3 separate regions of the Gossypium hirsutum genome follow, and all the other regions are linked to region 2. Evidence: chromatin contacts called from public Hi-C data. All regions are on one chromosome and are shown on one strand. The core of a region is the stretch at or near the end of the contact, and the rest is flanking DNA. Distances in the headings are between cores, read along the strand shown. Region 1 has its middle 30 kb from the start of LOC107946932. Region 2 holds the start of LOC107946933. Region 3 has its middle 26 kb from the start of LOC107886092.

Region 1 (4,334 bases), core at 1,627-4,126, 40 kb after region 2:
CAACAACTAGTGTATGAGATACTCTTCACTCATTTACTTCAAATATGGTACATAATAAAAATTTCCCAACTGGTTTCAAGAATAGTGAAACTGATATGGAACATATTCCTTTAATATCCTATTAGAAAAAATCCAAAACTTATGACCCAATTTTCTTAACAAATTTCAACTAAAGCCAAATTATAAACACAAATAAAAAACAATTCATTTCTTTTCAAAATTATGTATTTTTTTGGATGGTTTCATGGAATTATGGTTATGAATAGTACTAATATATGAGGATCCCAATGTTAGTTCGAAATTTTAAAACAAAGTGGTGGAAAAAATTCAATGACGAGAAACATAATTCTTAGTGTTTAGATGCATTTTTCAACAAATATTCAAGATTGTGCAAGTCCATTGCCTCAAACCAAACTGTTGCGAAATTTACTGTTAGCGCATTGCTAGCTTAGGCCAAGACCAAAATAGAATATTGAAAGCTTATGGCTAAAATGTTTAGCTCAATGTACTTCGATTCAAAAGACAGTAAATCCTCAGCATCGTAAATTAAAACAATGGATCTTGTAGATGATACTACAATATTGACAATCACTAAAACCAATAAAAATGATAAGAATGAGATAAATAGTGAGATTCCCTACAAAGTTTCTAAAATGTACATGCAAAAGTCTTCAAAAGAAAAAAAAGATGAATAGTGAGGTTCCTCGCATAATCATCAAATTTAGGGAATATATTCTAAAATGATTCAGGGAATAGTGAGATTCCTTACAAAGATTATGAGATGAATAGTGAGATTCATTGCCAAGTTTCTGAAATGATTTAAGGAATATATTCTAAAATAAGATGAATAGTGTAGATTCCCTGCAAAAATATCTAAAATAGTAATAATGTATGCAAAACTATTAAAATTTTAATGATGTATGGAAATAGATTCCTTAATAATGTCGTTGTAAAAGAGGTAAGAGCCCTCAATAAAAAAACTCTCAATTTGGAGATGAAAGTCACGTTTTAATTTTCCCAAAATTCTTCTAAGCAAAATTTTTCCATCTTCTCAAAAAATCCCTCCATCAAATTTTAACTTTTTTAAAATTTAAAATTCTAAATTTTCATTTGCATCCATCCTTAGATCCTTGAGCCTCATTTGTATCAGAGCAATAAATAAAACATGTAATTTTAAGTTTTAAATTTTTTTTAAAAAAAATTCAATATTTTTGAGTTTTGGTTTAACTATATTTATTAATATATTGTTATTATCCATTTTGGATGAGTCCAAATATGTGTCAAACCGTCAGTGTTGAAGCTATCAAAACTATCTCAATTTTTATTGTTTTAAGAGGCTGAAGACACATAATGTTCAATGATTCATTATTAGGAACAGTTGAAACAAACCTATGTACTAGCTTTATACATTTTAATTGCTTCCCAAATTTTATGGTTTCAATAATTGATAAAAAAATATTTTAAAATCCTTGACCCTTCAAGTTCATACTCATACTTACAAGAAGCATCCTGAAATGGAGGTGCTAACATTAATTTATTAGCTCCATTTTAAAGTCATGTATTTCGTAGTGAACACTACAACTTTAGTCCATAGCTCAAAAGGAGAAACTCTTTTAATAGAAACAAACACCTTAAGATTCCACCGTATCCTAGTTCAGAAGCATCTGTTTCTGCTGTCTACTTGTGTCATATGGTGAAAACACCTAGAAAAAGACGACTGTCATTACTTGTAATAATTGATTGTTAGGTAAAAAAGGTTTTTGTAATTTTAACATTCAAAAGCTCAATTGAGTGCAATATATATAGGGGCTTATTTGATTTTTTTTGAAAAAAGTTTAGGGGCTTTTAAAACTCTATAGCCTAAAATTTAAGAAAAATCAATATGAAGAAAGAAATTCTGGTCAAATAGTGAAATCTTAGTTTTGATTTATAAGTTTGATCATCGATGCAAAGATAAAATTCATTATTCTTCAATAAATTAGTTATAGTTGTCGACATCGCACCTAACAACCAATCTCTTCTTACCTTCTCGATAAAGCTCGTTAACATTATTTATCTTATTAACTAACAACCTTATAATGAAGAGCCTAAGATTTAATTTATTAATAGCATAAAAGGCTAGAGAGGCCCAATTCTAGCTAACAAAAACACACAAGTTCTTTTAGACTAAATTACATATCCACGTAACAAAGAATTGCATAATTCATCATACACAATCATGCTCTTATTAAAATAATTAAACAATTATAGATTTAAAAATATTAATTGAGAAGACAAATATTCTAAAATATCAAATATTCTAAACTAATAGCAAATGCGATTAGGTATAGTTCTGAACTTAAAACTATGTATTTCAAGTGCAAACTTACAAGCCATTATTGAGAATTTTGTTGATGTTTTTAGGCTTTTTTAAGTGTCAAAATAGTTTCGTGAGACCTTTTAATTCCTTTCAAATAATTTGACAAATTATGGCAATACGAGTAACTCATCCATTGAAGTGGAAAAGTGAAGGCAGGCCATACAAGTGAGCAACTTGAGGTTTTGGGGTAGGCCTAGCTTCGGGTTCTGCATGGGGATGAAAGTGTAGAAAAGAATAGAATATTATTATGAAGAGCAGCTCTCGAGCTCGTTCTTCTCAATCCAAAAGCATGCCGATAATGGGTGTATGCACTTGCATAATCTTCATCAGCTCCAATTTGTTTGATCCAAATTCATTATATTTTTGTTGTTAACCATGCTTTGCTAAAACTAAATGTTATATGAGGATAAATGATATACAAAAAACACCATATTCTAACATGTTAGCAAGCTTATCTTTGATTGCAGGGCTCCAGCATCCTTCTTGGACCTTTTGGCCCAGAATTCTTCAAAGAAAACTGGTGCAGTGATATGAAACGAACATGGGTCAATTCCAAGAGCTTTGGACCAATGTTGAGCAGCCCACTCTTTAAGGGTTGGATTATCAAAATGAGGATCGCAAGGATCTAAAATACAACATAACTGCCGTTGGTGCCTTGATCTTGACAGTCGAGTCTGGTTTTCAGGTAATATATTTATAATGTCTGCAACAAATACAGGACATTAACTTTGTTGAGCACCAAACCAACATTATCGTCGACAACACTTGGTTTATTTCCTCAAACGGCCCTGCTGCATCATGTGCATGTGCAATTATATGTTCAATCTCTCCACCATAATTTACTTGCCTCTATTTATTTATTACTACTTTGGGTATTTGTTTAATGATCACCAACTGAAAGGGAACAAACTTCTAGACATATTATACTAATCACACTGGTCTTAATAATTAATCAAACTGTGTTTTTCAGGTAACTGAGCAACATCAGTTTTTCTGGAAGTGGATTAGGTTCAGATCAGTTTTATTAATTCCACTTGATATTCTCTTCTTAATCTTTATCCAAAACCAAAACAATCATTTTAAAAGTACATTTAACTGATATTCAAATCCATATATGCCAATTACGCTGTTTCCACCGATTGAATCCTCCTAAATCTCCTCATTGGCTATACATGCATGTAATTCACCATAGAATCCCAGGATTATATGTCACCATCTTCCTTTCTCTTTATCGTGAATCTCTTGCTTTAATCTCAAGGATTGTCTTTAATTATAACAAGTTGAGGGGTAGATAGAGAAGAAAAGAAAGCCCTTTGAGAGTAGGCAAAGGACAGCAAAGTGAGTTCCAACTCATTAAAACCTTAGAATATATTTGAATGAATGAATCATAATGATGTCAATAATGTGCAGTGAAAGCATCAACAGGTTCAACTTGGCTCTGAACACAACACCTGAGCCAAGGAGTTATTGAGTTTAAAAATTAACTCGGTGAATTGGCTGATATATGGTTTCCTTTGAATAAGTTATCCTTTTAGGCCCAGTTGGTCACCTTCTTGTACATGATTACACCCAAAACAAAAGACAGTCATTAAATGCTTGATAGAGGAAGTCCATGTCCTCCCTTTTATTAACTTATCCCTTCAAACCATGTCTTGATCTTGACCTTTTTGCCTCTCTCAATCACGCACGCCTGATTATAATTATATTGCAAAGTTGGGTGGTGTAAAAGTATAGTATTTTTAGTGCTGTTTTCTTAACCTTTTTCATGATTTGGAAGTGAACTAACAATCACAAAAGAAAAATCCCCGTAGTTCTGGAAAGATTAGGACTTGCGAACTACTTTTTTAACATAATATGCTTCACATGATGAGTTTAAAAATTGGGGGTAATAAATAATAATCATAGACGCTCAATGGTCAACATGAACAGAAATGAGTATTTATTTTGGATAGCGATGGCCCTATAAGTTTATTTC
Region 2 (4,715 bases), core at 203-2,702:
CCTAGTCCATTCAAACAACATATTTAAACTGAAACACCAACTGACCATAGTCATTGCAAGATTTTAGCCATAATTCTAACTACTGCCATACTTTGCTATAGAACAGTTTAACCTTATTAATATTTCCAACTACACAAACTTGTTTGGTCAATATGAGGTGTAATTGGCAAATTTAGAATTATTACTAAAGAAGAAAACCAAAGTAGCCAATAGCAAAGACTCTGAAGAAATGGCGAAAATATCTATGTTATAAATGGAAGAATTACTGACTAACATCAGCATCATATATCAAAGCATTTTCTTAGCTGTTTCCCACTGAAACAGTGCTATTTGTAGGATATTATGACACAATGGCATCCTTCAGAATTACAGTTTTAATTCATATAAAAACATTGAAATAGCGTATTTCTAAAAGATAACTTAAAGGCTCAACTAAGCTTCATCCATAAGAAACTTTTCCCTATGATCCAACAATTACCAGCTGAGGAGAAAATTAGGTGGCTGAAACACACAGCACCAGGAGAACATTGAAGTCACTTCTTACGATCACATACAACAATCTCATGAAACAAGCATGGACAAGTATGTGATTAAAAATAGATGCGGGTCTGTAGACATTTACCATAAAAGGTCTCTTTTTTGCTTCCATTTAGACATAACTAATGTTCTTTCCTCATCTAGTGACTAGTACATTGTTGAAACATGCAGATGAATCTGGGTAAAATTTTAACCTATAAAACAAGCCATTGAAGCCACATTCTGCTTATATTTATACGCCTTTTAAAAAATGAAAAAGAAACTTGATTATGACTACCCAGAAACGGAATCTACCGAGAGGAACAGAACTTGATGTTAAATCCTAATAATTGATGATTACATCAACACTTAGTAAAACAAAAAGGCAACCTCATAAAAAGCAAAGGCATGAAGCATTAAAGAAAGAAACAGAAAAACTAACAAGACATGAACACATAAACAATAAAGAAAAAAAAAAGCTTAAAATATGAGCACCGAAATCCCAGAAATCTAGAGGGAGAAAGAACTCACCGGGAGACAAATAATCCACAAAAATAAATTTAAAAACATTCCGCTATGAGATAAAGAAAACCCTCTACTTTCCACTTTGGTTCTTCCCAGAAACAAGTGACCCAACTGTCTTAACCAGATCGCAATAAAGATGTTAAAAGGAAAAAAAACAATTCCCAAGAACCTCAACTACTAAAAACTCAATGCAGTTAGGTGAAGGAGATGATATGTTAAAAAAGAAAAGAAATGAAAAGGAATCAGATCACGGGTTTGGGACCAAATAGAAAGAAAGGAAAAGAGAATTGAAAGAGGGAGGAGAGAAGATAAAAGGAATTCTCATTTTCTTTTTATATTTGAGAAGAGATTGTTGCAGCACATCATTGTTTCTTTTTATGCTGCTATTTATATTCACTTTCTGTCTCTTTCTCTGCTTTCTTTTCTTTTTAGGGTTTTGACAATGTTTACATTTGTTTGTCTTTCAAATTTTAATTAAACTCAATTGGGAAAGGAAATGTGATATTATTCAAAATAAAATATATTTATGTTAATTTAATTTTTGATTTTATCCCTCCCCAGTAGAAACCATTTAATTTTGTAACCCCAGTTGGTCCACTGCCACTGCCCGATTTATATTATTCATTCATTAATCTTCTTGTATTTGTTTATTCAACTTTTCCTTGCATATGAACAAGTTGGTTAGACATGAATGCATACGATTTGGACTTGAATGTGAGAGGTTAAGAGGGGACATTATATTATAATCGTATCATTTCTTTTGAAAATGTATATTTATTTTTCATTAAAAACGTTAATCAGAATTAGAGGTATATAATTATCATAATTTTTTTTTGAGTAAAGGCTTTTTTTCTTTATATAATTATGAGGATAAACAGAAACCAACGATCAAATACAGCTCACGTACATCCATGCAGCATGTTGCTTCAAATGGTAAGTCCAAACGCAGTAGCAGCGCGTATGATTACCCTTCTTGACCCGACCCGGGGAGAAGACTGGAGCGAGGAGGTTTCCGGGTCAGAATGCAGTGTGGATGGGTTTGAAGGATTTGGGGAGAGGCAAAGTGATGAAAGTCTGAATTTTGGATAAAGGGCAAATGGAAAAAGACAAGTCTTTTTCAATACCGAAAATAACGATACTCGCAACGATGATAATTTTTTATAATATTATTAAATTATTAAAATAGTCATTTTTATTTGTATCAAATTATATTTTAGTCACTTATAATATCATTTTGTTACGAAATGGTTAGTCTGTCGTTAAGATCTATTAACTCTCAAACAACAATTCGACCTGACAGTTAAAATGATTTTTTAATGCCAATATAAATGTCTAGTCAAGTAAATTAATTAATTTTTTATTAAATAACTTTAATTAATTGAATTTTTTAAATTAATTAAAGGAAAATGTTAATTTAATTTCTCAAAATAATTAAAACCAATGCATCATATTAATCTTTGAACTAGAAAAAAAAAACTTTAGTCCCTTTTTTTTTAATTTTCGTTTCCATTTTGATTGATTTGATTTTTTATTCAAAATGGAAGAACAAAGAATCGACTCAATAGAGGGTCCAGTCATGAATAACAGTGGGTAATGAGTTTTTTTGTTCTTTACATGGGTTTTGAGTTCATATATTATGATTATTATTTTTTTGCAAAAAAGTGGTCTATCTTTTTATATTTTTATGTATATGTGACAGACAAAAAAGATACGCTTCATATTTGTTTATTTGTGTATTGTGGGCAACCACAATAGCAATCAAGTATAGAGGTTGATGTGTCAATTTATTTTTCTTCAGCTTCTTTGTCGTTTTGCTTTTCTTTTCTCTAATGGTAACAAAAAGAATCCATCAAGTGTTTCTTTTTAAATTGGAGAAAATTGGGTTTTAAAACTAAATTTTGTATTTTATTTTCATAAAAAAATTAACTTTTCTCATTCCAGTTGGACATCTAAATTGGTATTTAAAACTCATTTTAATTGTCACATTGAACTATAGTTGGAGAGGTAACAGATCTTAAAGATAGAGTAATCATTTCATAACAAAACAATAACGCGAATAACTAAAATATAATATTTTAAATATAAATAATTAAAATATAACTTGAAGTAACGAAAATGAATAAAATTTGATGATAAGATTTAAGAATACGATGCTGTCCTTGTCTGGAGTAGACATTACAGTGTCTTGGGAAAATGTTGAACCGTGTAAAATGTAATTTTCGTTTTTCTTTGGTTAGGAATATTCCTGTACTTTATTTTTCTTTCTTCTATTTTTGGACATGAAGATGATCATGGTTGAGCTGTTAGTTTGTGGTTAACTTCAGATCAATGCCTAACATGGTTAAATAGCTTTTGCATAATTGTGTATTTTTAACCTTTTTAAGTTCGGCGCTGTATTTGGTAATTGATGGCTTGTTGTCACAGTGTTTTAAAACACAATGACGTGGTATTAAGTGGTGGTGGGTTGGGATAAAGTACCAATTACTTCATTTTATCCTTCAATCCAAGGTTGGAATTCGATTTGAGCATATTTCATAATGAATCAAATAGTATCTATTAATACCCTAATTTTGGACAACAAAAAAATCAATTGCTGGGTGTGGACAGATTTGGCAGAGGATGGGAGGAAGTACATAACTTTGTTCACGCCAGACCAGAACACAATCAACGCAGCTGTCTAATGAAAAAGAATTGAACCAGCCGGGGATCGAACCCGGGTCTGACCCGTGGCAGGGTACTATTCTACCACTAGACCACTGGTGCTGTTTGCCCACATGTTGATGAATGCAAATATCTATAATTTTAATATTTTAGTTTCATTTGCAATGAGAATTCAAAAACGCATATTTTATCTTAAAATATAATTGAATAAAAGTGTAATTCATTGAGTAATAATTACATTATTTTATAATTATAAATAATTATAATTTTCTAGACGTATTTGGCTGATAGAATATAATTTCTCATGTCATGTTTGATAATAAAAATTATAATTATACAGTTGCATAATTTAAAATTTTAAAGTAATAATAATTATTAAAAAAACTTATTAGTATGATAAAAATAATTTTGTAAACAAATAAAAAAATTAAAATCAAATAATCATATGTATTATGTTAGTCTAAAAAAGTAGTTGATAATACGATTACTAATAAAAATAACAAGAAAATTACACTTTATGTAACACCCCTAACTCATATCCGTCACCGGAACAGGGTTACGGAGCATTACCAGAGTTTACAGAATAATTACACTTAATTCATGTCATTTACTATTCATATCCGAAACCAATCATATTCAATCATATTGTCCCTTAAATGGACCCTCGAGGCCCAATTTATGCATTTGAAACAAGTCGAGACTAGATCGGGAACTCAAAGAATTTTTCGCGAATTTTCAAAATTTTTCTTAGGTGCAAGGGACACATGCCCGTATGGCCAGGCCGTGTGGGCATTCGATGTGAGGCACATGGACGTGTCCCAGCCCATGCCCATACCTATGTAACTCTCTGACTTGGGTCACATGGGACACACGGCCAAACCACACGCTTATGCGCATGGTCGTGTGTCACACACGGCTAAGACACACGCCCATGTTTCTGCCTGTGTGGACGAAAAATAATCCATTTTCAAGCCACTTTTCTCACCCAATTTGCCTCTCACCTACAACATTAC
Region 3 (4,511 bases), core at 1,385-3,884, 63 kb after region 2:
CCAAAAACAAAGAACCATCAAAACGTAAACACAAAATTCTCTGAATGTGTTATGAGTTCTAATCTAATGGGTATTTTTCTAAGATTGTAAAAGAGCCTATTTATAGGCTAAATTAGTAAGTTAAATAAACTATACTAATAAATGCTAAATATATTATACTAATAAATACTAAATCTTCTAGAAAGAAAATATATTTTTGTTTAACTTGACTTTCAAGCAATCTCTTAGAATTTGGGTCACACAACTCTAACATTTTGGTACTTCAATAGTAACATCGTTAAAATATGTTGTTGTGCTACTGAGGATCAATAGCATGATGACACATGATAATCTCACATTTTGAAACGTGATAAAAATTCAAAAATTAAAATATTTAAAAATTATAATTTTTTACACATATGGAATGAACCTGAACAAACGATTGTCTAGATAAATTTGAATTTGGACAATGTTTGTTCAGGTTTATTTTAGACATATTTTTAGTAATTTTATATATTTTTAATTTTTCATAAGTAACATTTTTTTATAATATTATTAAATTAAAATTACATAAAATTTTATGTTTTATACATTTAATATATTTTAATTCCATAATAATATAAAAAACTAATATTTTATTAAAACTTAAAAATATATAAAATTACTTTTAAAATGTATGGAATGAATCTGGGCAAACTGTTGTCCAAATTTAAATGTATTTGGACAACAATTTGTTCAAGTTTATTTTTTATGTGTAAAATTTATAATTTTTTTAATTTATATATATATATATATATATATATATATATGTGGAGGTATCACGTGCTACCATAATATTACTAGTCGATGCCACATCAGTGTATTTTAACGGTGTTATTATTGAGGTGTGTGATGTAATTGAGTAACCATAATTTGAGTATTTCATATTAACCACTACAACCAAATAGTGTTTTTCTGCATTTTATTTAGCTTATAGCAACGTTTATAAACGCCACTGCAACCACAAAAAACCCAACGAAACTGATGTCACAAATATTTAGCAACGTTCGAGCAAGAAGTGCCACTATATTTTTATAAATATTATGATCTTTTTAGATAATTTCTTTTTAATTCTCAAAAAATTTGGCGGTGGTTTCTAAAACAAGGTAGTAATTTGTCAAGCGTCGCTAAGTTGCAGCATTTTTTCCTAAAGCACTTCTAGAACTTTACATTTATAGACATTTGTCCATAACAAATACTGACATTTTATTTAAAAGTGAAATAAATAAATAAAAATAAAAATATTTTCTAATAAAATTTAAAATATCTATTGAGCATACTAATAAAAAAGGAATTTCTTAAAAAATATTTAATTAATTAAATCTATTAAAAAATATTTTATTTAATTTACTTTTTATATATAAGCTATATATTTAAAATGCTCAAAATATTTATACTTGAATTTACTTTTAGAATGGGTAGTCGACTTATTAGAAAAATAATTATTTTTTTCACCAAATAACACCATTCCGGTTAATTGTGTTGATTTAAAAAAAGAAAAAGCCCTAAGACATGCAAATGCATCGTGTTGAAGAAGAAGAAGAAGAAGAAAAAGCTGTAACACATGCAGATGCACTAAATTGAATAAAAAAATATCTTCAAAAAGAATAATATATATTTTAAATGTTTCTAGTAAACTGGAGTGCATATTCTAAGAATAAATTCAATTGTGAACATGTAGGTTGTTTTAAATATATCATATAAAAAGTAAATTAAATAAAATTATAAAAAAATCAAACTAATTGATGTGTAATACAAATCTTTCCCAATTACACAATGGGTAAAAAAATGAAAATGAAATAATTATGAATTAGTTAACTAAACAGGGATTCCTTAATTCAGAAACAAGTGGGAAATAGTAATTACATCAAAGGAGTTTAGAATCTTTTCATATTATGCAATGAAATAGTTGCCCACAAGTAATTGAGTCAAATCTCAAACATGGTGAAGGGAATCAGGAGGTTACGTGCACAAATAACAAAAAGATTTAGGTCTCTAGGTGGGAAGTAACTTCCTCATCAGTCCTACATTATGGGAATCTCCAGGCTATCAAAATATGGGAAGAAACTAATTTACTTACTTGTTTAATTACCCCACCAGTAATCATTTAGTTGATGTAAAATAAGGAAATGTTGCCAAAATGTTCATGACACCACACTCTCTCTTCATTTGTTATTATCAAAAACTAAAAAAATATTTAACATAGTAGAAAATCTGTCCTCCCTTAATTTTCTTAATTTCTGCTCACATTGACGTCAATTACTTTCCTCCTGCCAATCATCATTGGTCATATTTCTGTTAGACTTCATTTTTTGGCATAATGGCGGTTTAATTCAGAAATGTTGTCCCTTATTTTTTAATTCAATCCAACAATAGAAAGGCACTTTGGGCAGCTTAAATGGCGAAGCCACGTGAATTCTCGCACGAGATGTGTGCTTCCATTCATCGCTAAACTGTGACAAAGCGGAAACTGTTTCTTTACTTTTGTTTCTTCCACGTGACACAAAAAATAAAATTAAAATTCCGGAAGTGAGTAAATTAGACAATAATAATCCGATTTTATTATCTTAAAAAGAATAAAACAATTGCGGTCACCGACGACTGCCAGCAATGCAAGAAAGCGACGTCCGTGGACCCAAACTGACACGTGGCCACGTCACCCGATACTCTTACAGGTGGCATTGCTCTAATACGGTTCATATTTTCTTTTTCTTTTTTTCAAAAATAAAAACGAAAATTACAGCTTATGTTTCCTTAAAAAAAAAAAAAACCCAACTTATCTTGATTAACACGTTCCCTTCCTCTTCAAACTCTATAAATAGGTAACCATTTTTGCCTCTAAATTCTCCTCCTCCTCTTTTTCTTCCTTCTTTTTTGCTTCTATTTTCAATTTTTTCCCCCAGATTTTTAAAAAGATTTTCCGTTCCATCTCCATAAAAACCTTTGCTTCTTCTTCTTCTTTTTGTTCCGCCTTTGTCGAATCTCGTAAGAACTGCATTTTAGAGACCGGTTCTTCGTCTGGGTTTCACCTCGTTAGCCAGGTTCGTTACATTAAACGTTTTTTTTTGTCTCTATATTTTTAATTGTTGGGTTCTCATTCTTTGATGCTTTTAAGGATTTAAGATCTCTTATTTCGTTTCACATTAAGGTTTTTAACTCGTTTGGGTGAGACATGCATGTCAAATGAAATGAAAACACGCAAACACATAAACATATGATGTATCTATAACCCAGCTATATATTTCCAGCCTTTGGGGATGTTATACATTTGATTCTTCTTCTTCTGTGGGTCTGTTTTTATTTGTCTTCAGTTTTTAATCTTTTTCTTTGTTGTTTTTAAAAAATATATATATTTTAATTGTTTTTTAATGGTGTACGGGATCTTTTCCTGTTTCGGTGGCTGTAGTGTATATAAGAGAAGAAAAACGATTTTGATTGTCAATTTCATTTGTTTGTTTATTTGATTTTGTAAAAGTTTCTATTTTGTCGGTTCCTACCTATGAAGAACTAGGTAAAAAATTTATTGAAAAATTTAGAAACGTGTCTTAATCTTTTTTCTATTCTCATGTTAACATTAAATAGGGAAAATATCAAATTACTGTCGATGATTCAATATTGCTATTATGTTTTCGTTAGGGTCGCCCAGTTTCAAATAAAAATTGTTTTTTTAAAGATTTGATATTTTTTGTTGTTTGAGTACAATTTTATTATTGATTAATTTTCTTTTGTTTTGTCATTGGAATATCATTATATTGACGAAATTCGAATGATTTAACTTTTTTTTTTTAACATTTCAAGAATATTAAAAATGAAACCTTCTTTGCTGATAGTAATTATTCCGTGAGATTATACCATGAATAGTCTTCCTTTTTCTTTTTAAAATATGAATGATGTTTTAATATGGTAGCTTTGTATCTTTCACTTTTTTTTTCTTATTTCAACTGTATTTATTTTATTTACAATTTTGGGGTGTGTGTGTTAAATATGATCGTTTTGGTAGTTGCTGTTTCTTGGAAAAAGAGTTAATAGTATTAGTGAATTGTTTCTCTCTCTTTTATTAGTGTGTGTTTTAATACTATAATACTTTGATGTTGATGTATGGATTTAGATCTGCAGTGTAATCACATGTATGATAATAATCTCATGTATGTTATATTGATGTTTCAAGATCTTTTTAGTTTGATACAAATTGGTGAGTCATTTCATTTAGATTTTCAAGTATTACTTGATTGTAGATGAATGTATGATCTGGACAAATTAGAAATGAAAATGAGGTGATACTCCCTACCATGGTGATCAAATAAGTGTATTTACTAAGTTTTTTTTCCCCCAACTTTTGTGTGTGTGTGTATATATATATTCGTCATTTTGAGTTATATTTTTTTTAATTTGTAAAATATTGCTGTTGTTTTTGCTTAATATCTGTAGGCTATATGTGAAAATTTTCTGACATCTATTATTTGTTTTGTTTTATATCCCTCCTTCAATTCATT

What was found. A called contact is a pair of places that touch in the nucleus more often than the background predicts.
Region 1: a Hi-C map of leaf shows a contact between it and region 2, with 2.1 times the contacts expected there. The contact joins the enhancer-like site here to the promoter of LOC107946933 in region 2. A contact is called at or near these places in 14 of 34 Hi-C or Micro-C datasets (anther, callus, fibers and 4 more).
Region 3: a contact with region 2 is called in a Hi-C map of hypocotyl, with 2.6 times the contacts expected there. The contact joins the enhancer-like site here to the promoter of LOC107946933 in region 2. A contact is called at or near these places in 4 of 34 Hi-C or Micro-C datasets (hypocotyl and leaf).

The regions. Positions count from the first base shown.
Region 1 is chrD12:57,734,998-57,739,331 of Gossypium_hirsutum_v2.1, reverse strand. No RefSeq gene overlaps it. Among protein-coding and RNA genes, the nearest start is that of LOC107946932, 30 kb to the left of the region's middle. Within about 2 kb of position 2,876, at least 3 of the 9 cell types and tissues checked have an H3K27ac peak or open chromatin away from gene starts, as enhancers often do. A contact at or near this core is called in leaf, where this site is marked.
Region 2 is chrD12:57,773,207-57,777,921 of Gossypium_hirsutum_v2.1, reverse strand. LOC107946933 reads right to left here and starts at 1,452. Exons shown (of 6, transcript XM_016881441.2): 1 at 1,048-1,452.
Region 3 is chrD12:57,711,249-57,715,759 of Gossypium_hirsutum_v2.1, reverse strand. It overlaps the pseudogene LOC121224322. Among protein-coding and RNA genes, the nearest start is that of LOC107886092, 26 kb to the right of the region's middle. Within about 2 kb of position 2,634, at least 4 of the 9 cell types and tissues checked have an H3K27ac peak or open chromatin away from gene starts, as enhancers often do. A contact at or near this core is called in hypocotyl and leaf, where this site is marked.